2 separate regions of the Mus musculus genome follow, and region 2 is linked to region 1. Evidence: chromatin contacts called from public HiChIP or PLAC-seq data. All regions are on one chromosome and are shown on one strand. The core of a region is the stretch at or near the end of the contact, and the rest is flanking DNA. Distances in the headings are between cores, read along the strand shown. Region 1 holds the start of Platr30 (pluripotency associated transcript 30). Region 2 overlaps BC107364 (cDNA sequence BC107364).

Region 1 (5,994 bases), core at 2,281-4,780:
CCTACTCCACAAATCTCTTTCGAGGTGTGATTGGTTCTTAGGCATCTCTAAGACACATGCTGACCCCATAACTATTCTTTTCTGCCCATCCCTCGTCCATATCCATATCGCACTTTTCTGTAAGTGCATTGAGAAAGTCTCATCTGCAGCTAAAGATTTAAAAATCTTATTCAGAACATTAAAATTCTGGAAAAAAATTTTCCTCCCCACAATTATTGGTTCCAGAGCTCCAGAGTCTCACTTTCTAGACACATAAACTCAACCCACTCCTGCTCACCTCTACAGACTTCGTTTTTAAAGCTGTGGGCCTCTGGGGAGCTGCCAGTAACTGAGGAGAAGGGGAAACTCGCAGCATTCTAACAGGACGCTTCAGACTTGAGGGGAACCTCAGAGACTGGGGTGGGACCTTAAATAAGTCATTGAGGTTTTCTATACCTAAATTTCTCCATTTTGAAGCAGGCTAGGAGGGGGGGTTCTTCATGGGCTGCCCCCCAAATTAAATGGCTCCTTGTATTTACTTTCTGTGATCAAATATCTGAGATGGCTCAGCGGTTAAGAGCACTGACCTTCTTCCAGAGATCCTGAGTTCAAATCCCAGCAACCACATGGTGACTCACAACCATCTGTAATGAGATCTGATGCCCTCTTCTGGTGTGTCTAAAGACAGCTACAGCGTAGTTACATATAATAATAAATCTTTGGACCGGAGGGAGTGGGGCCAGAGCGAGCAGAGGTCGAGTTCAATTCCCAACAACGACATGGTGGTTCACAACCATCAGTACAGCTACAGTGTACTCATATACATAAAATAAATCAATCTCTGAAAAAAAATCTGAGAACAGCAATTTAAAGAAGGTAGGGCTTAATTTGGTTCATAATTTGAGGGTATAGTTTGTCACTGTGGGACATGCATAGTAGCAGGACCATATGGCATCCAGTGAAGCCATTACAAGCGTGAAGAGACAACTAGCAATTTTCTCTTCTGTATTCAATTGAGACCCTTGCTGACAGCTTGGTCTGCCTACATTTAGGATGGCTCTTCTCTCCTCAGTTAAGCCTTTCTGCTAATACATTCATAGACACACCTAGAGATTGTATCCATGGTGATTTTTAACACATATCTTGACACACCAGTCAAGATAAAAGTGAACATTAATCAACACATAAATATTGGAACGGGTTTTCTATTTATTTACTTACTTGTTTTTATTTAAATTTTTTTATTTAATTTTGTTTAATTTTTTGAGACAGGGTTTCTCTGCATAGCCCTAACTGTTCTAGAATGCTAGCCTCAACATCACCTCCCTTTTCCTCCAGAGGATTGGGACTAAAGTTAGGTACCACCACCCCACACTCAGCTATAACAGGGTTCCTTACATAGAGTAATAGTGTAGAACTGGTGCTAGGGAACTGTAGAGATGGTTTCTGCTATTTGAGAAGATCACACTCACATAACAGCTCTAACTCTAGTATCCAGAAGATCCAATACCCTATTCTGGCCATCCAGAGTATCAGCCACACACTCGTGGTTTCCCGACATACATGCCATCGAGACACCTTTACACATAACTTCTTTAAAACAAAACAAAACAAAACAAAACAAAACAAAAACTTGTCTGAAACACCGGTTCCATCACCAGTACCAGCCCTTCAAAAATTGCATGTTCTTTGTGTTGTGAGTGGAGTAGTATATATTTAAAATTTTCCTAATTCATGCACATGAACTGGATTCTCTATATAGGATATTTATATAATAATATAACAAGGCTATATTACACATATAATAAGAATTAATTCTAAAAAGCAATTTCAAGGTCAAAGTACTTGCTTATTTTTATGTCTGGTAATTTTTACTGAATTATCCTGAAACGAGGAAAAAAACAAGACATTTAAAAAAGAAAACAAAATATGTCTAGAGGTACATGGCCAACAACGTGCGTGTTTGTCGCCTGGGAATTGCTATTTATTTGGAAACTTTGAGTTGACAGTTTCAACTTTGAGTTGTCAACCTTGAAACTGACTTTTCCAGGACAGCTCACAAACCTTGAAGGATTCTTGTGGTCAAAAGCCTTCCCTGACCGGGAATCGAACCCGGGCCGCGGCGGTGAAAGCGCCGAATCCTAGCCACTAGACCACCAGGGACGGACAGAACATAAGGTGAACCTGGGTTGTAATCGCACTTAAGGTGAACTCGGGTCGGAATCGTAAAAGTGCCGAATCCTAGTCACAAGACTACCAGGGAATAACAGAATTTGAATGGCATGTCATGTAGTAGGGTATTTACCAATAAATGCCGGCAGGACCAGAAACTGAAGACTAGCAGGTATCAAGTGTGCTCACATCCACCCCCCAGCGTCCTACAGCCTCTGTTCCACCTCTCATGTTTCCCGGGGCCAGGTGGTGCACTGGGCTCTGAGGCCAGGCCATAAGGAAACTCACCTGGATTCCAGACCAGTCTAGCCTTGTGCAGAAACACTTTTTCGGGTTCGTGGTGGTTTAAGTGAGGACAGGTCTCAGTGTGTGTCGAGCATCCTTTTCCAGGTCCCTTACATGATAATTGGCTCAAGGGAGCAATTGGCATGCTGGTTCCGTTTCTTCCCCGACCATCTCGAGCATCCTAACGGTCTTTCGAGAGGAAGACTTAGCAGGAAGACTTAGTGGAGACTTGCCTGACTAGATGCTGTGCTCTGCAGCTGTGCTTAGGGAAGGAGGAAAGCAAATGGCTTTCAGGAAAAACAAACAAAAAAACGAAAACAAGCAAAAAAGAAAAACAAAACCTTTCTGGTTTTTAGACACTAAACACTGTCAACCTGTAGAGATTTCGGAAGACGAAAGTTGCAGATTCCCGGATCTAATGCTAAGGGAAGTTAGCTTGCCTCTGCGCCCCAATGCTCAACCCAGTCTCAGCAGGGGATGGAGGTCAATCCTGGTGTTCACAGGGCTGCCTGCGGTGGGTGGGGGACTCCTAGGCATTCCCTTTCCACCTCTGCCTCAAATACAGCCACCTAGGTTCTGTCATTTTTGCCTCCACTTCACCCTCTTTCCCCTATGTCTCCTTATTTTGAACATAGTCCTCAACCAACCTCCGAGTGCTGAGATCCCCTTCATTCAGTTCCTCATGCGGTGGTGACCCCCACCCATAAAATTATTATCATTGCTACTTCGTAACTGTAACTTTACTACTGTATAAATTGTGATGTAAATATATGTGTTTTAGGAAAGCAAACATGTCCCCTTTCAGGGATCTTACAAATGTTAGCAATGATGCTGATGAGGCCGGGAGAAAAAGCTTACACCATGCCTTGAAGATTCATCCATGACACTAAGTTGCACCCTGTGTAGTGGTGGCTTCTGACGGAGTCAAAGTGTCACTGTGGTTGCAGTCCTTCAGGCAGTGCCAACGTGCTTAATAGTGGAAGAGTGTGCCAGAGACTGACAATTACTCTGGACCAGGAGACCGCATCTCCAGGAAGAGCACAAAGCATTATCGGCAGGGAGTTCAGACCAGCAGCCTAGTGGGATGGGCATTTACACCAGCAAGCCCTTGGAGAATTTTCACCTGTGCTGACCCTTCTCTGACTTGACCTCTGATGCCCCACTCCCCTTTAGAATACCCAGGTACTCATTCATTTACAGGTCTCAGTGGCAGCATCTGTGCTTTGTACTTACTGAATAGTTTGTTTTCACAGTTTCAGCTAAGGTCTGGCTTTATCTTTGTCAAAGCAATTCAAGTAGTAGCTTTAGGCGAAAGAAAACTGACCCAAATCATGGCTACATAAATTTAAGTGTGTGTGTGGGGTGGTGGTGGTGGTGGAGTGGGTATATGTGGTGGTGGTGGTGTTGGTATGTGTGGTGTGTGTGGGGTGTGTACGGGCTAAAAGTGGGGTACAAGAGATCATCAACATTGGACATGGGGAAGATGAGAGTTTTTATAGCTCAGGAGTAGGGGGTTTCCAAGCGGGGTTCGGCTGGCAAATAGGCAGAGTGACAGAAACATAACAAAGTGCTGATAATACTCTCCAGAAACAAAGACATGGCTGTACGGTGGTCATACCAACTTTTTGAAACAAAGGTATAGTTTTTTTCCTGGGACAGGCAGTACAGAGCCATATGTAGTTAAGGTTACAGGTAGAGCATAGCCCAGTCCTTGAGAAACAGAGGTTTAATCACAAACAGGAGTTAACCTGGTGTGTTCTTACTAGGTGGCTTCCAAGCCTAAGATGGATAAACCAAGCATGCTGGTTTATCAGTAGCAGCTGTGATGGCAGGAACAGCTAAGACAGGGGCTACCTGGCCCTGGCCATTTCTCAGGTGTTGTCTCCTGCACCTTCTCTCCATTGGCTCTTCTTTAACAGTCTTCCATAACAGCCTTCAAGTGAGCACAGGCAAGGCACAACATACACTATGTGGCCATGATACACACATCTCCTCTACAGAAAAAACGTGTAGAGGTCACTAAATAACCAGGAAAACGATCGGCTTTAGAAATAAAATCTGGAATGGGTAAGCCACATAGTGCACAAACTAAGATATGCTCTTTTCAAAAATAATAGTCATGGTGTTTGGTACAAGGGTGGCCCACCACCCTTGTACCGCAGCACTCTGGAGGACCAGTTGAAAAGAGAGTGCTAGGGCAGCGTGAGATTCATAAAACCTTCTCTCAAACATAAATGGTAGCAGTACTAGCTGTGTGCTGCAGAGTGGCTATGTTGATGTTCTCTGTGGTGGTGACCTTGTTACTAGAGCAATCACTTGAACTTCAGGTTTCCTGCCACTCACCGGATACCCAGACCACCTTAATTTGCAGGTGAAAAGAGTAGGGGGCGCATGCCTTAGCTGTTTAAGGGTTGGCAAAGGCATCAGGATCTTTTTATCTCGAAGGGGAGTCGGGGTGGGGTGTGGTGGGAGAGCGCATTCCTTTCAGGAATTTGAGTCTCACGGTTTAGCATTGATATCCCATCAGCAGGGTTAGGGTGTCCAGACCCTAGAAGGGTGCCGGTTTGGGCGTGTTTGTCCATCTGCCACTGATAATGTTGTTTAGCTGTCCGCCGGGGAGAGAGAGGACAAAAAGCTGTTTAAAATGACAACAGGAGTCCCAGGGTAGGTGTGAACTTGGAACCTTTAGGTTAACATTCCTTGGCTGGGCTGTGTTCGCGAAGTGAGTGGGCGCTACGCACCCGCCAGCGTCTCCCGGATGCTGGAATTCCGCTGCCACACATGAGAACCCCACGCTGACCAGGCTACGGCCCGGGTGACCAACAGGACCCAGAGAAGGAGCCCATGTGCGCTTTAGGATCCGGGTTTAGCGGTAGTGGGTTAATCCGCTCTAATTGCCCGGTGGCGGCAGCGCGAGTTCCTCGCTAGACGCCACCAAATAAAGGACGCTGTGTGTGTGTGTGTGTGTGTGTGTGTGTGTGTGTGTGTGTGTGTGTGTGTGTGTGTGTGTTTTATTCGGGAATATTTTGCCCGGTGGCGGCAGCGCGAGTTCCTCGCTAGACGCCACCAAATAAAGGACGCTGTGTGTGTGTGTGTGTGTGTGTGTGTGTGTGTGTGTGTGTGTGTGTGTTTTATTCGGGAATATTTTGACCAACTTGCTACCCCCAAATGGGGGAGGGGAGACTGGAGAGCCAGTTCAATGGTTAAGAGTTCTATTGGCTGTTGGATTCCCAGCGTTTATGTTGGCTGCTCACAACTTTTAATAATTCTAGCTCTAAGCAGGGCGTGGTGGCGCATGCCTTTAATCTCAGCACTTGGGAGGCAGAGGCAGGCGGATTTCTGAGTTCAAGGCCAGCCTGGTCTACAGAGTGAGTTCCAGGACAGTCAGGCTACACAGAGAAACCCTGTCTCGGAAAAACAAAACAAAACAAAACAAACAAACAAACAAACAAAAATCCGGCTCTAGGGAATGCCAATGCCTTCTGTGGGCAACTGCGCGCGCGTGCGCGCACACACACACACACACACACACGCACACGCACATTTTAGGAAGTGAGT
Region 2 (5,994 bases), core at 1,495-3,994, 97 kb before region 1:
CCCTGCCCTCCACTGGGACCCCACACCACAGAGCTGACCTACAGTTAGTGGCGGTGACACGGTAACATATTCTTAATTACAAATAGAAACCTTACTTTGCAAGGACTTAACACAGGGAAAACAGTAACTTCTCACTTACAAATAAAAACCTTTACTTGCAAAACAACTTAAAACAAGCAAGACCTTATTCTTAACTGTCTTGATTGCAAACAGAAACCTTAACCTGCAAGGTATGTTATTCCTGTTTCCATCTCACATATCAGTCCTACCTTTCTGTCTCCTGAGTGCTGGGATGAAATGCATGTGCACCCTACCAGGTAGGGCAGGGTGTGGTAGTTTGATGTATCTGAACACTTGGTCCCACTGTGTGGGGAAGTCATGGGACCATTGGTATAAGGAACTTTGTTGGAGGATGTGTACAACTGGAGGTGGACTTTAAGAGGCTATAGCCTCAGCTCACTTTTAACTCTCCCCCTCCCTCTCCCTCTCCCTTTCCCTCCATCTCCACCTCCCCCTCCCCCTCCCCCTCCCTCCTCCTCCCCCCCCCTCCTCTGCTGCTTGTGTTTGGCTAGAGGTGTGACTTGTCAGCCTCTGGCTGTGGCCACCTTTTGCCATGCCTGCCTCACTGTTACAAACTCTCACTGTAGAACCAACCGTAAGCCAGAATGATCCTTTCTTTTGTAATTTGTGCTTGGACATGGTGTTTTATCACAGCAACAGAAGAAGAGTAAGTCTCACACACATGGGACAGTAGCCATCAAAAGTGTTGGGAAAGAAGCAGAGCCAGTATTGAAACGGCAATGGGATGGAAACAGGCGGCTATTGGTCAGGATTCTAGGGAGCCATGGCATCTATGGGAGAGCGTAGGTGGAAGAGTGGGGTAGACAAAGAATTGAGAAGGACAGGGAGAGATTCAGGCATAGAGCAGGGGCAACTGGTACTTGGCAATCTGCCCCCCTTTAGTTCTTGATATTGTGGTACATGAAACAGGTTCCCAGTTGGAAGGAGGATGTTTAGGGACCCAATTGGTGACCATCAACCTGGACTCTGCAGAGGGTTAGGTGAGAGCAAGGCTCAGATACTGAGAGATAGCATCTGGCTCCAAGAGTAGCGAACAGGAGAGAGAGAGAGAGACAGAGTCAGAGAGAGAGAGACAGAGACAGAGACAGAGGCAGAGAGAGAGAGAGAGAGAGGACTTAAAGGGGAAGGAGGAAGAGACCTGACAAGACAGAGGGGGATAGAGAGTCATAAGAAGAGTGAAGGAGACCTGGGGTGGGAATAGAAACCCAGAGAGTGGAATGGTGAACCAGAAAGGGAGCTGAAGATCTGGGGATGGGGACTCTCAAGACTACCTGCCTGCAGCCCCCTGACCTGCTGAGAACTGGTTTCCGAGGCCCCTCCCACTCACTGGCCTTCTCTGCTACATCAGGTTTTCTGGGTGGGTGCTTCCTTCCAGCCTTCTGTGAGCCTCGTTAGAGTGCACAGTACTAGTGTCCTGCCTGTTTCTGGGCACATCTTTGCTAAGTGGCCTCACATTTCTGCTTGAGCTGAAGGCCTCAGAGTGTGAGATATATACAGAAACCTACTCCTTAGGGAAAGAGTTTTTTGGTCACAGGTAACAGCACCCAGCAGTCAGTGAGAGGTGGTAATGCCTTTGAGGACATTTTTATAGGTGAAGCAGCAGGATGCCCACATACATTCATGCATGTCTAGAAACATATCAAACAGTGAATGAGGATTGATTCAGACCTGCAGTCTGGCCTGTGGGGTTTCCTGGTTTTAATGTGGGGCTTCAGTTATAGCAGATGTCACCAATGGGGGGTGGGGGGAGGGAGGGCAGGGGCTCTGTTCTGTATTGAACCCATATTTATAAAAACAAAACAAAACACAGAGATATCTGACTGTTCAGGTCTATGATCCGAACTGCTACGGAGGCTGGGGCAGGTGGTTCAAGGCCTGCCTAGGCAACGTAGTGAATTACTGTGTGTACAAATGAAAAGTGACAAGTGCGGGTAGGATAGTCCAGTGGTAGAGGGCACACAGTTCCGTTCCTAGTACAGAGTATCGGAACATTCTTCTCTTCCAAATAAAACAAGCCAAACATAACAAAACCCCAACCCCTTTATAAACACAAGCCTTGTGAACTCCAGGACGCCTGGGATGGCAGATAGGGGAAAGGAGACACAGAAATAACTCAACCTTTGGTTCAGGGTCTGTTTATGAATGTGGAATGAAACCTGGACTATGAACCTAGCCATCCTGGCTTCTAAGAACATGCAGAGAACCATGGTGATTATCCTGCTCATAACATTCACATGAATGTTAAGGATTTTCACAGAAATGTAATGGCTTCTGACTGGATAGCACACCACCAGCTGTGCTGAACTTTCCTAAAACTCACCCAGCTGTCTGCAAGAACTGGGCAGGCACCAGCTCCACGCAGTGACAGCACAGGAAGGGCAAGGATTAGTGTCCTTGTGACAGGGAACAAAGCATATTTAAAAAAAAAAAAAAAAAGGCTTACAAAGAAGATCGCGTTCAGAACCCCACTGTAGATCTAAGAGAACCCTGGCACACTGTGTTAAGAGATACAAGCAGCTTGAACTGGGAGGTGACAAGAAGAGAAAGGGCCAAGTGACCAGGTTCTAAGTTGATTTTTCACAAAAACAATAAAATTGTAAGGTTAGATTTTAAAGAACAAAAGTTAACAGCATTTGTTTGGAGAGGAAACAAAAGAGGAATTGTCTCCTAGTGACTCTTTCCCTGTTCTTTCAATTGCCAGGGACTCATTTCAAACCATGCTGAGAAGGTTTGTGCTGGCAGCTAAGCCCAGGCTTGGTGGTGTGAGACTTCAAAACAGGAGCCGAGGAAAGGAGAAATTCAACCCAGAATTTGAGTTACTCGCCTGTAAGTGTGCTCTATGGTTTTAAGAAACAACACTGAAACAAAAACTCCAGACTTCTAATCTTAGGGGTTTTCTCATTCATTTATAACTGATCAAGACGTCATTTCAAAGAATTAAAGACTTGACAAATAGGCCACTCCTCAGATGACAGTCAGCGAAGACTATGGGTTTACCAGTTCAGTACCTAGCATTAGAAAAGCAAAAACAACAATCGCTGCACTTTTCTGAATTTAATCCTTAATCGTGGCTAAGGAATTTTTTTGAAAACGTACACTACATAGTTACCACTTTTCTCTCCCTTAACAGCTCTTCAGTGTCCCAGGTTATGCAAAGAAACCAGTATACAAAACTATAGTAAATTAAAATAAACATGCATGCACTGTATCTGATATAAACAGCCACGAAGCTACAACGCACACACAAACGTTTCCAAAGGAAAAGAAATACAACTTTTGAACTCTATGAACAGGCTCAGGTGTGAGAGTTTGGGGAAATCGCAGGGGTCAGCACACCCCAAGCACAGTGTATCCCGACCATGGAGTCTCTCTCCCCTGCTGGGTAACTCTGCTTGCCATAGCAGCAGCGAGGACACAGCCCCACAAGGAAGATGGGTCTGGAGGTCTTAGTGTGCCAGGTGAAGAGACAGGAGATGGGAAGGAGAAAGCTAATAGGGAACAGAACCACATGGCCTGTAGAAGCTGCAGGTAGCAAGACGTCTCATAGCTGGAGAATAAGTATAATGCCCATTCTAGACATATAGCTTATAAATATAATAACTGGTTTGTGTGTGTGTTTTTATACGGGTTTATTGGGGTAAGAAATCCACGAAACAGTTGGCACCCCTACGTCGGGCTTAGAACCTAACTAACTTGAAATAAAAGACCCCCGCCTCCCACCCCCGTCCCCCCAATATAAACAGCTAGGGCTGCGGTCTAAAGCTGCGGCACTGTGTAAATTAAACGCTGCCTCCCCAAGCCCTAAGCAAACCCTAGCAACCAGAGGCGGCACCCCAGCCAGAGCTGGGATTTAGGCAGCGCTAGCATCACAACAGTTGGGGTTCCCTGAAACTAAAGAAGGACTAAGGACCCTGGGGCGCGACTGCCTGCGAAATAGCCTTCTCAAAAGCACAGCAGGCATCTCCGCCCAAGCAGCCTTCCCCGTTTGCTTCCCCGTGTCTTCCAGGTCTAAACAGAAAACCGGACAACCAGACCGACTGCCCCAACCACCTGAAATCCGCGTCCTTGACCCAAACAAAGACAGGACCTCACAGAAGCGAACTGCAGTGTCCCAAAGCGAACAGCAGAGGGAGACAGAGGTACAAGAAGCTCTGGATCAGGTAATAAGAATTATAAATTGATATTTTGAACAGTTTGACAGGGATGGATTTAAAGGAAATCGACACACTGTCAATTATCATTATGACATGGTTACTATCATGGTTTATCATGTCTTCTCAAAAAGACAGGGCCCTAAATAAACAATTACGAGCTTAGAAAAGGAATTAGAGGAACTAAAGGTACAGGATTTATAGGTCAAGATAGGCGACAGAGAGAGAAAATTGAAGGTTGCAGAGAGGAACTGGAAAAGATGCTAGAACAAAAGATGCAGAAATTTACAAATCAGACTGAACCACAAAGAGATAGCGATAAAATTTGGAAACAGAGTCTAGAGGATAATTTACTAACACTAGTAAATAAAAATATGGTAGATGCTGCAATATCAGAATTACAACACGAAGAGAAGTTAGAATCACGGAAGCAGGGCCTAGAACAGAAGGTACAGGAGTTTACAGAGCAGCATGAGCAACAGAGAGAGAATTTTAAGGCCTGACAATGGCAACATGGCTTAGAGGGAATGCTAGAATTAAAGTCACTGACATTGACAGGTCATAGTAAGTGACAGAGAGAACAAAATGAAGGTGGGAGACGGACTGGAAAAGACGCTAGAAGAAAGGATGCAGCAGCTCACAGGTCAGACTGAGAGGCAGAGAGAAAATAATGAGGATTGGAAGCAAGGCTTGGAGAACCTTTTAAAATCAATCAATCAAAATAAAGTAGACAGCAGAATACCAGAATTATAATGAAGAAAAAATGAGAATGTGGAAGCAGAACTTTGGACAGAAAGAACAGGAACTTATGGAATAGGAGGAACTTAAAATATCAGGGAAAATACTCAGGTAGAGACAGAAGATAACATTGGAGAAAACCAACCAAAGGTTGATAGAAACCAGACTTTAGTTCATCCGGTTAGCACACAGCAAAGAACAGCACACGATGGTCCTTCACAGAACTGTCGGGAACTCGAATGGCAACGTGTGGGTCTGTTAGACCGGAGGACATTTAAGGAAAGTGTCACTAATTTTGGAATACATCTGCCATTTGTAAAACAAAACAAATCCTGACTTCTTGGGCTATTAAAAATAGAGTAATCCCCCAAGACTGGAAGGATATGGCAAAGGCAATACTAAAACCTGCGTCACATTTACAATGGTTCTCATGGTGGAGAGAAGAGGCAAAGGAGATAGCAAGACAAAATCGAGCCGGGGTAGAGAGATTTCCACAGAGCAGCTGCTTGGTGAAGGTTGCTTTGCTGAGATAGACGTGCAGGCTGAAGACCTTGGCTACAGACAAGAAGAGAAAGATTGACAAGATCAACAAGATAAGTGAGGTGTATGCCTCTGTACACAGAGACACTCTGGGGACTAGTGAGACTTAAACGTCTACATACAGCCAATAATACTTATTGAATACAACATTCTCTTGACTTATTACTACATACCATCCTTTCAGATTGAAAGAATGGAAATTTATGTTGTAGTTTGATTATGTGATCAAACTAACATGTAAAGAAAGACAGTTGACTTTCTTTATTGGTCTTCCTTAACTGATCTGTGCACCCTGCACGTTCCATATGAATGTCTTTACAGAGCCATGTGCTGCTTGTAAGGTTTGTATAATGCAGAATGAAAGAGGAGAGAGACAGCCCTGAGAAGATTTACTCTCTGGGGTGCTAAGAATCTGGGACCTTCCATTCCAGCTCCTTGCTTGATTCTACCTCAATTACATCGAAGCTGTTTCCTCTAAAGACTT

What was found. HiChIP or PLAC-seq counts read pairs in DNA pulled down with a chosen protein or histone mark.
Region 2: a contact with region 1 is called in an H3K4me3 HiChIP or PLAC-seq map of embryonic stem cells, with 20 read pairs. The contact joins the enhancer-like site here to the promoter of Platr30 in region 1. A contact is called at or near these places in 7 of 39 promoter capture datasets (the C10 cell line, cranial neural crest, embryonic stem cells and 4 more), 3 of 15 datasets of contacts at CTCF or cohesin (CD8 T cells, the NIH/3T3 cell line and embryonic stem cells), 4 of 484 Hi-C or Micro-C datasets (the G1E-ER4 cell line, bone marrow-derived macrophages, embryonic fibroblasts and 1 more), 24 of 115 datasets of contacts at active chromatin or transcription factors (CD8 T cells, the HPC-7 cell line, bone marrow-derived macrophages and 14 more) and 1 of 9 other capture datasets (embryonic stem cells).

The regions. Positions count from the first base shown.
Region 1 is chr3:96,342,823-96,348,816 of GRCm38.p6, reverse strand. Platr30 (pluripotency associated transcript 30) reads right to left here and starts at 3,530. Exons shown (of 6, transcript NR_152105.1): 1 at 3,295-3,530; 2 at 2,440-2,693. n-TEttc3 (a tRNA gene) reads right to left here and starts at 2,142; the gene lies at 2,071-2,142.
Region 2 is chr3:96,438,956-96,444,949 of GRCm38.p6, reverse strand. BC107364 (cDNA sequence BC107364) reads left to right here. Exons shown (of 4, transcript NM_001256181.1): 2 at 2,783-2,907; 3 at 4,088-4,241. The coding sequence starts at 2,799. Among named protein-coding and RNA genes, the nearest start is that of n-THgtg2, 6.0 kb to the right of the region's middle. Within about 2 kb of position 2,744, at least 19 of the 459 cell types and tissues checked have an H3K27ac peak or open chromatin away from gene starts, as enhancers often do. A contact at or near this core is called in embryonic stem cells and pancreatic cancer cells, where this site is marked.